Regions from separate parts of the Hordeum vulgare genome. Here region 1 is linked to region 2. A link is a contact called in public Hi-C data. All regions are on one chromosome and are shown on one strand. Each heading gives the region's core, a stretch centred on a gene start, on an enhancer-like site or on the middle of the called end of the contact. The rest is flanking DNA. Distances are from core to core; before and after follow the strand shown.

Region 1 (4,174 bases), core at 1,604-4,103, 140 kb before region 2:
CCTACAGTCAGGATCATCTACTTATTACACTCTCTTATTAATTAATAAAAGGAGGCAAAATTTGGTCATTGTTCAAAAGATGACACCCATGCCGACCTCGTCTAAGGCTGTCCGTAATGGTAGTATTTTGCATGCCAACTAGGCGTTTTTTATGAGATGATATAGAATTAAATGAAGAAAGAAAGAGTTGAGTATCATATCATGGTATAATATTAAATGATGTGCTGCTATGTGTTTTGCATGACAATAAATGAACTACACTATGATACTAACATATGATAGTACTATGCATTACGAATGTGGTATCATATACTAGTATCATATGCATGATACTACTATATGATACTATCCATTACAACCAGCCTAACACCTCATCCAAAGCACCATCAAAGGTCATGAAAACAGAGAAAGAATTGCATCGCGCTTTTAAAGCCGTGATTGCAATATGCAAAATGCAATCGGTATCTGTCAAATATATCTGGTCTAGTTGGCTAGTTGCAGACTGAGATTGTGTTTCACACCCTAGTAGCGTGCAGAAACAGGTTGGAGTGAAACAATTCGACCGGCAACACGTGCAGTAGCTTATCTAGCTCAATAATTCAGGATGGTCTAATAATAAAATCTTCATTTATATTTAATTATCCATATTAAATTTTATTCATTTTTTGCCCCCAGCTACGTCACTGAACACCTGAGATGATCTGTCCATCTCAATCTGACAGGGAATTCTTGAAAAACATACATCTTTTATTTTCGAAAGATTGGAAAAATCATGTGCATAGAGGATATATAGATGCAAGTATATGCATGTAAATTTTGATTATGCGGATCAATGAAGAGTGTAACGAGCATGCTTTAGGCACCGGTGGCAGCTTGGCGTGTTGGCCAGTTGAAAAAAAAGAACTCAGGAACAATGCAGTTTTCTTTGTCGTGATTTATTTATAGATAGAGGCAGTTTGAGCAACTTCAACACGGGCGAGACAAACCATTTTGTCTGTTATCGTCATTTGGATCCGTTTAAAAAAGAATATCACACGCGTCGATCTAAACGGACGGACGCGAATTCGCTTTTTATTTGTCTCGCGACCCATTCATGATTAAATTTTAAGCCTGATTTACGTCAACGTGAACAAAAAACAGACGCTCGGGACACACGCCTACTCCCCTCCCTGACCCGCAAGTCGGCGGTAAGCGATCACTTTTTCTCTCCATTTTCCCTAAACACTTCCGCTCGCTCCCGCGCCTGCTCCCACTGTCATGGACGACGACCTCGAGACCGCCGCCGCCATCGCCTCCCTCGCCTCGTCCGACATCGCTGCCGAAGCCAGAGGCAAGGCCCACGCCCGCCCGTAAGGCCGCCGCCCCGCCCAAGAAGAAGAAGGAGGAGTTGACGCCCGAGGAACGGGCCGTGGAGTCGGCTAAGAGGAAGGGTCGAAGGCAGGCACAGGATGCAAGGGGTGAGGCAGTTACCGTCGTCACAATCGCCGTCGCCGCGCAACAGAAAGACACCAATGTCCGGGTGAAGGCGGCAACGAGGGAGGCCTTGTTGTATCTAGGGGTAAACCCTAGCCAGCACAGGCTTGTCGCCGTCATTGCCGCGGCCGCGGCCAGCACGGGCTCGTCAGCATATCCTCGGATGATGCTGCCGGAGTCGCCGCACGCATCTTCCACATAGCCGATTCCCTTCCCTTTTGGTATGTGCCAGCATGAACTGCGTGATGGTTTTGTATAGGGTCGCAATGTATGCCGGCATGAACTATTAGACGTTGGTATGAAGGTCTTTTTAATCTAAATGTGCGGACATAAAATGAGTCGTTCGCGTTGGGCCGACGGCCGACAGAAAAACGGACGAACGCAGAGTGGACGGTGGATCCAAACAGATAAAAATCGTCGTTTCATTTGTGTTGGTCGGTTGGAGTTGCCGTAAACGTTTCTAGTCAACGAACTATTCTTTGCGGCGTTCTTGTGCTTCAATTCTACGACCGCGCACGTTGGAATCGCATCGTATCCCCCAAATTCGAGTTGAATTCCAAGACGTGTTGCGTGAAGGGGCGTAGAACACTTTGTGCGCACTGCTTTTACGTTTTCGCTCCTCCAAAATTCCTCACATCCAAGTATCCAACCTCCACAGCAGCAGATGCTTTCGTGCACCCCGACTCGCTAGGTACAGTTGCAGTACAGTACCAGTCTCATCACTCATCAGCCCGCAAGTCCGAGGTCCAAAGACAGCAGCGGCACACACGGCCGGACGTCCGGGGTCCATTTCTTCGCGCCGGCCGTCCGGAACTCTCGCGCTCGCGTGTAGGCGGCCGACATGCTAGACGAGGCCGATTTCACTGTTTTAACCTTTTTTATAGTTTAGCTCAAAAAAAATCAGATCTGATTTGTTTTCTAAGATCATCCGCTGTGACGATAATCATACACATCTTATCCTCAGAAAGAGTCGGATTAGCGCAGATGGCATCGTCGGGTCAACAGGTTCAAACGACGCCGTCTCAGTTGATCCAATTCCTGCTGCCATAGAAAGTGACGATAGAATGTTTGTCACAGCGCATGACGGTAAAAAAAATCAGATTTTTTTGGTTTTTACAAACGGATCACATCGGGCTGAAATTTGCAAAAAGATTGTGAATTTGGCCGCGAGGCGAGGTAGCGGTGGCATCTGGCAACCCCGCCGTTCAGAGATAGCAGCGGCACGCACGACCGGACGGGGCGAAGCAACCCGTGACGTCCCGCGGCAGCGAAGATACGCGCCGCGCGGCGGGACGCGGGCCGCCACGTCGAGCGCATGCGGCGCGCGCACGACACCCGTGCAGTGCTATCACAACCAGCCAGGAATCGGCTTTATAACGCGCCGCTCCATCCGAGATTCCGAGGCACCGCACAGCACATCCGACGGCCGAGGCGCCACCGCACCAAACGCATAGGCGGCGGCCGGCAGCACCTTTGCCGGACGGATCCGCCCGCCTCCGAGCAAGGAACACCCGCAGGAAGCGGCGGAGACCAACCGGTCGGGAACCTCCTCTCCTCTTCCTCCCTTCCGCCGCCCCGGCTCCGCGACATGGGCGCGAATGGCGCGCTGGAGGAGGAGAGGCCGCGGGCCGACGGCGGCGACGAGGAGGGCGGGGCGACGGTGTTCCGGGGCACCAACTACTCGCTGCCGCGGACGATCGCCGCGCTGGCGCTGTGGCTCGGGGGAATCCACTTCAACGTCCTCCTCATCCTCGCCTCCCTCTTCCTCTTCCCGCTCCGCCTCGCCGCGCTGTGCGTCCCTCCTCCCGTCCCTTTCCATCCCTTTCTTTTTCTTTTCTTTTCTTTCTTAGCAGGAGGCCAAAGAGCATCTCCTTTCCTTCCTTCCTTTGCTCCTTTCTTTACTATTCTGTTCTCGCCTTCCATGGTTGCTGAGGCGAATCCTCATCTGATGTGATGGTGCAGGGTGGTGGCGTTGCAGCTCATGTTCATGTTCATCCCCCTCAACGACGAGGACAAACTCGGCCGAAAAATCGGCAGGTCCATTCCTCTCTACCCACTTCCTTCCTAATTGCTGCAATTTGCTCGACCGATGATGATCAACCGATGGCTCTGCTATGCTTGCGGCTGCAGGTTCATATGCAAGTACGCCATGGGGTACTTCCCGATTAGCTTGCACGTGGAGGACTACGAGGCCTTCGACTCCAGCAGGGCTTACGGTGAGTTCCCTCAAATATCACTTCCCCTTTAGAGCCGATGCCATGATCATCGTATCTACCTACGGAGTCTCGACCAAGATTTCCCGGGCGATTCAGCGTCACTTTCCCTGCTGACCATGTCGAAAGGGCCAAGAAAAACAGAAATCCGTTATGCAGAAAGCTTGTGCCCGCCTGACTTGTCCAGTACCATGTTCGCAGTGTTTGGCTATGAACCGCATTCCGTGCTGCCCATCGGCGTGGCGGCTCTGGCCAACCATGTCGGGTTTATGCCTCTTCCTAAGCTCAAAGTCCTCGCGAGCAGAGCGGTAATGCCCCCCCTGAATTTGCTTGCCGATTAATTTCGTTGCATTGGCTAGTAGGCTGTGTTCCTTACACTCTGTTCAATGCTTCGTTTGGGTTAGGTGTTCCACACCCCATTCCTGAGGCAGATATGGACGTGGATAGGGCTGATCGCGGCAACGAGGAAGAATTTCTACTCGTACCTT
Region 2 (4,517 bases), core at 1,886-4,385:
GTATTTATGTACGTCGGTATATGGCGGAATACATTAATTGTGTGGATATGTATCTATAGGTAAAATGTGTATGTGTCGTAAGCCACTTACCGGTGGGGCCAACCCACCCCGCTGTCTATGACAGGGAGGCCCCACACCCTCTTTTAAAGAAATGTGAAAATTAAAAATATAAAAATAGAAATATGTTTTTATTAATTAAATAAATAGATATATTATTTAATTAATTAATTGGCTAATTAGAATAATTAGAGTATGACACGTGGGTCCCCCACTAAATTAATCTGATTAATTAATATTATTAATCTTAGTTAAAACTTGTGCCTATGACGCATGGGACCCACTCGTAAGTTGACCAATCAACTGTTGATGTCAGCATGACGTCATGTTGATGTCATAATTGCTTTTAACCAATTTAATTAAATCTATTTTTAATTCGTAATTATTGAATAAAACTTTAAAAATTAATATAAAATAATTCGTAAGTTAGATCAAAATATTTTCAACATGAAAGTTGATCAGCAGAACGAGACGAACCCGGATACACGGTCCATTCGTCTGTCACGCGTGCCTAGCATAGCAAACGTGGAACATTTCCTTCGTTTCCAGTCTGACCGGTAGTAGCCAAAGACCCGAAAAATATCGTCACATATTCTTCCGACCCGTCTATGACGGATGTTGCTGCGTTAGCTCATGTCTAGCCTGCATCTTGCCATGTCATGCATTGTGTTGCACCGTTGCTATTATTTATTGTTTCTTCCCCCTCTTCTTACCGGTAGACCCCGAGACTGACGTTGTTGCCGGGTACATCTACGACCCTGCCGATCAGTCCTTTGCCGCAGAGCAGCAAGGCAAGCAAAACCCCCTTGATCATTCCTATATCACCTATGTCTTTCTTCCTACTGCTTGCATTAGTATTTTGCTACTATTGTAGATAGCTCCTATATCTGATGCATAGCCTATTTTTGATGAACTGCTACTTTCAGTCCTGTACCTTTAATCTACTTAGTATAGGTGGAGCAGTCATCCCTTCTGACCCCGTAGTCCAGTTGCCCCGCTTGTTTTCAAATCTTGATCCCTGATCGACGAGCCAGACCCGACACAGCACATACACCCCCCTTAGTTGTACGACGCTACAGAGATACTATCGGGTACCGAGGGTGACACCTCGCTAAGTACTCCTGATGCTATCTCTATAGTATAGCTAGTCGGTTGTGGTTATCGAGGGTGATTCCTCTTTCACCATTCCCGACGATGCATCTGTCGTGCAACCCCTCAAGCGTGGGACCCCCGAGGGTGATTCCTCTAAGCCCACCTTGACGAATACATCGTTCGAAGTCCAACGAGGGTGATACCTCGGATTCCCCCCGATGTTACAACCACACAGTTACTCGACCATGCTACTCGGATCATTGGTGATTAGTTGTTAAGACGGGTGGATTCCCGCGAGATTGTTTCGATGGCCTAATTAAAATGTCAATGGATTTGGGTGTTTGATCTGGGTTGGTCGGAGACCTTTTCGCACTAACCGGCTACGCGGGAAGAATTATGGGTACTCGGCGTCGCGTATCAGCCGAAGCTTTTCAGATGTCAGCAACGTAGCGGCGCGTGCCCGAGTGGTCCCGAGATGCATCGCGCTTGTGATTAAGGGATGCTAGGACTGACGTCGGCCGCCCACGCATCGTGCAGGAGCGCGAAGGGGAACTGGGCCCATGAACCATTTGTGGTTAGGATTTAGACCGGCGGGCTGGCCTGTGTGATTAGTTTTAGGTGGGGCTGCGACGTGTCGATATTCCGAGGCCGGGCATGACCCAGAAAAGTGTGTCTGGCCAGAGTGTTATCAAGCGTGACGGGACATGTGGTGCACCCCTGCATGGATGAAAATTAACTATTCGAATAGCCATGTCCACGGTTACAGGACGACTTGGAGTTGTGCCCTGATCTTATACAACTACAATGGTTACTTAACTGGAAAGTAGTTGCATCGGGATTGCTTCCTCGCACGGAGTCGAGGGAGGATCTCTGGGTGTGACCACACTTTAATATTGCTGCGACAATATGACTATTAATGCGTTAGACCTGTTCTACTCTCGTCTATTGCTGCAAGACCCTGAAGATGCTAGTCTTCGATAGGACTAGGCCTTCTCTCTCTATTCTCGCATTGCTGCAGTCAGTCCATATATAACCACCCCCTTCTTTGATATTGATGCATACCTATAATAGTTCTCATGTAAGACTTGCGAGTACTTTGGATGAGTACTCACCGCTGCTTTGCTCCCTCTTTGTCCCCTTGATCCGTTGTTGCGACTAGATGATGGAGCTCAGGAGATGGAGGTCCCCGACGACAACGATTGCTACCCCGACGGTGCCTACTACTACGTGGAGGCCGCTGATGATCAGGAGTAGTTAGGAGGTTCCCAGGCAGGAGGCCTCGCCTCGTTCGATCGTTGTATCTTTTGTGCTAGCCTTCTCTAAGGATCCCCTTGTTTTATGTCTGTACTCAGATATTGTTGCTTCCGCTGACTCGTGTGTTTATCGAGCTTCCGTATTCTAGCCCTCGAGGCCTCTGACTTGTAATATGAAGCTGATATTGTTTTATTTGTGTCTAGAGTTGTGTTGTGATATCTTCCCGTGAGTCCTTGGGTTTGATCGTACGCATTTGCGTATATGGTTAGCGTACGATTAAACCGAAGACGTCATAATCAAGTATGTTCACTGTTCTCGACTTTTCATCTTTTTGGATGGGCGAATCAAAGGGCTCTCTTGTAGTTTTGTGACTGGTCAAATTCGTGCATAAATGACTATGTTGATAGTCTAGTATAATGGCAGTGACTTCGTTGAAGCTTGATTAGATTTCATTTTCAAAAATTATTTTCAAGAAGGTGCATCCAAGAGATTTCATTGCACTTCCTAGTTTAAGAAATTATTTTGCACACCATATTCACTAATGCAAGACGTTTGACTGCCGAAACCATCTTACATTAGTGAAGAAGAGGCGGTAGTTTTTTTTTTATCTTCGATCCAAAGCATTTTATCTGTAATGGCTTTCATGTGTTGAATAAAGTTGCATTATTTAATCCTGCTTTATTATTATTAGTTTGAATGACATTTTTTAGGATAAATTATTTTGTATTACCAAAACAGTCATTTTCAGGGCTACCGGCTGGGCTTGGCATTTTGTTGCCGGGCTTTGAAAGGCCCGGCCCGAAACCCGGCCCTGCCCGGCCAATGCCCTGGTGTATCGCTGAATATGTTCCTCATCGACAGCCACTGTCTCTGGCTCCAAACCCCACCGCCTACGGCCACGGTACACTATCGCTTTTGCTTGTGCGGCGTCGCGCCGCGCTGGGCAGAAATACCAGGCGAGCGACTTAGCTAGGAGGCGGAGGCTCAAGAGACCAAGAAGCTGGCGGCGAGCAATTGGTGGGAGCGCGCCGATGAGAGCGCCATGGCCAGGATGGACCCTGGCGCCGGCGAGCCCCGGGGCGCGTCGCACTACCTCGACCTCCTCCTCGCGCAGCAGCAGCAGACGACGCCGTTCTCCCCCAGCGCGCATGTCAAGGCGGAGCAGCATTCCATGGCGTCGCCGGACAGAAGCACCGGTGCCGAGCAACGCGGGGGCGGCGGCGACCCGCAGCAGCCCGCCTCAACGGCCATGGTGCTGGCGGATGGCGGCGAGGGACCCGCGCGGCCGATGAGGCGCCCGCGAGGGAGGCCGCGGGGGTCCAAGAACAAGCCCAAGCCGCCCATCATCGTGACGCGGGACAGCCCCAACGCGTTCCATTCCCACATCCTCGAGGTCGCCGACGGCGCCGACGTCGTCCAGTGCCTCGCCGAGTACGCGCGCCGCCGCGGGCGCGGCGTCTGCGTGCTCAGCGGCGCCGGGGTCGTCGCCGACGTCTCGCTTCGTCAGCCCGGCGCGTCGTCGGCCGGCGGCCTCGTCGCCACCCTGCAGGGGCAGTTCGAGATCCTGTCGCTCTCTGGTACGGTGCTGCCGCCGCCTGCACCCCCGGGCGCCAGCAGCCTCGCCGTGTACCTCGCCGGCTGGCAGGGGCAGGTCGTCGGCGGCAGCGTGGTCGGCCAGCTCGTCGCCGCGGGGCCGGTGTTCCTCATGGCCGCGTCGTTCGCCAATGCCGTCTACGAGCGCCTGCCGCTGGAGGGGGAGGCAGAGGAGGCCGGCACGGCCACCGCAGCCACAGAGGCGCAGGGAGGAGGCGCCGCAGCGCAGTCACCTTGCACTTTACCGCAGCAGCCTGCGGCGTCGCAGTCTTCGGAGGTGACCGGAGGCGAGGCCGGTGGGCTTGGCGCGCCGTTGTGCAATCTTGAAGGGAATGCTGGGAGCTACCAGTTGCCCGGACCCGGAGACAACTTGGGGAGCTGGAGCGGCGTCAGGCCATGATTGCTTGGGCTGTCTTCAAGCAAGGTCGATCTCAGTAATGGCGTCGCATCAGAATTACTGTAGGAGATCTGAAGAAACTGCGACCGATCATTGTGGGAAAGCATGTTGTCTGCGGTACGTG

The links. Hi-C and Micro-C count contacts between places; a contact is called where the count stands out from the background.
Region 1: a Hi-C map of seedling shows a contact between it and region 2, with 2.5 times the contacts expected there. The contact joins the promoter of LOC123411065 here to the promoter of LOC123407858 in region 2. A contact is called at or near these places in 1 of 6 Hi-C or Micro-C datasets (seedling) and 1 of 1 datasets of contacts at active chromatin or transcription factors (embryo).

What each region holds. Positions count from the first base shown.
Region 1 is chr7H:148,906,746-148,910,919 of MorexV3_pseudomolecules_assembly, reverse strand. It overlaps LOC123411065 (diacylglycerol O-acyltransferase 2D-like), which reads left to right and starts at 2,853. Exons shown (of 9, transcript XM_045103986.1): 1 at 2,853-3,264; 2 at 3,436-3,510; 3 at 3,604-3,689; 4 at 3,888-3,994; 5 at 4,091-4,174. The coding sequence starts at 3,062. It also overlaps the pseudogene LOC123408511.
Region 2 is chr7H:148,762,293-148,766,809 of MorexV3_pseudomolecules_assembly, reverse strand. It overlaps LOC123407858 (AT-hook motif nuclear-localized protein 25-like), which reads left to right and starts at 3,135. Exons shown (of 1, transcript XM_045101087.1): 1 at 3,135-4,517. The coding sequence starts at 3,446. The coding sequence ends at 4,396.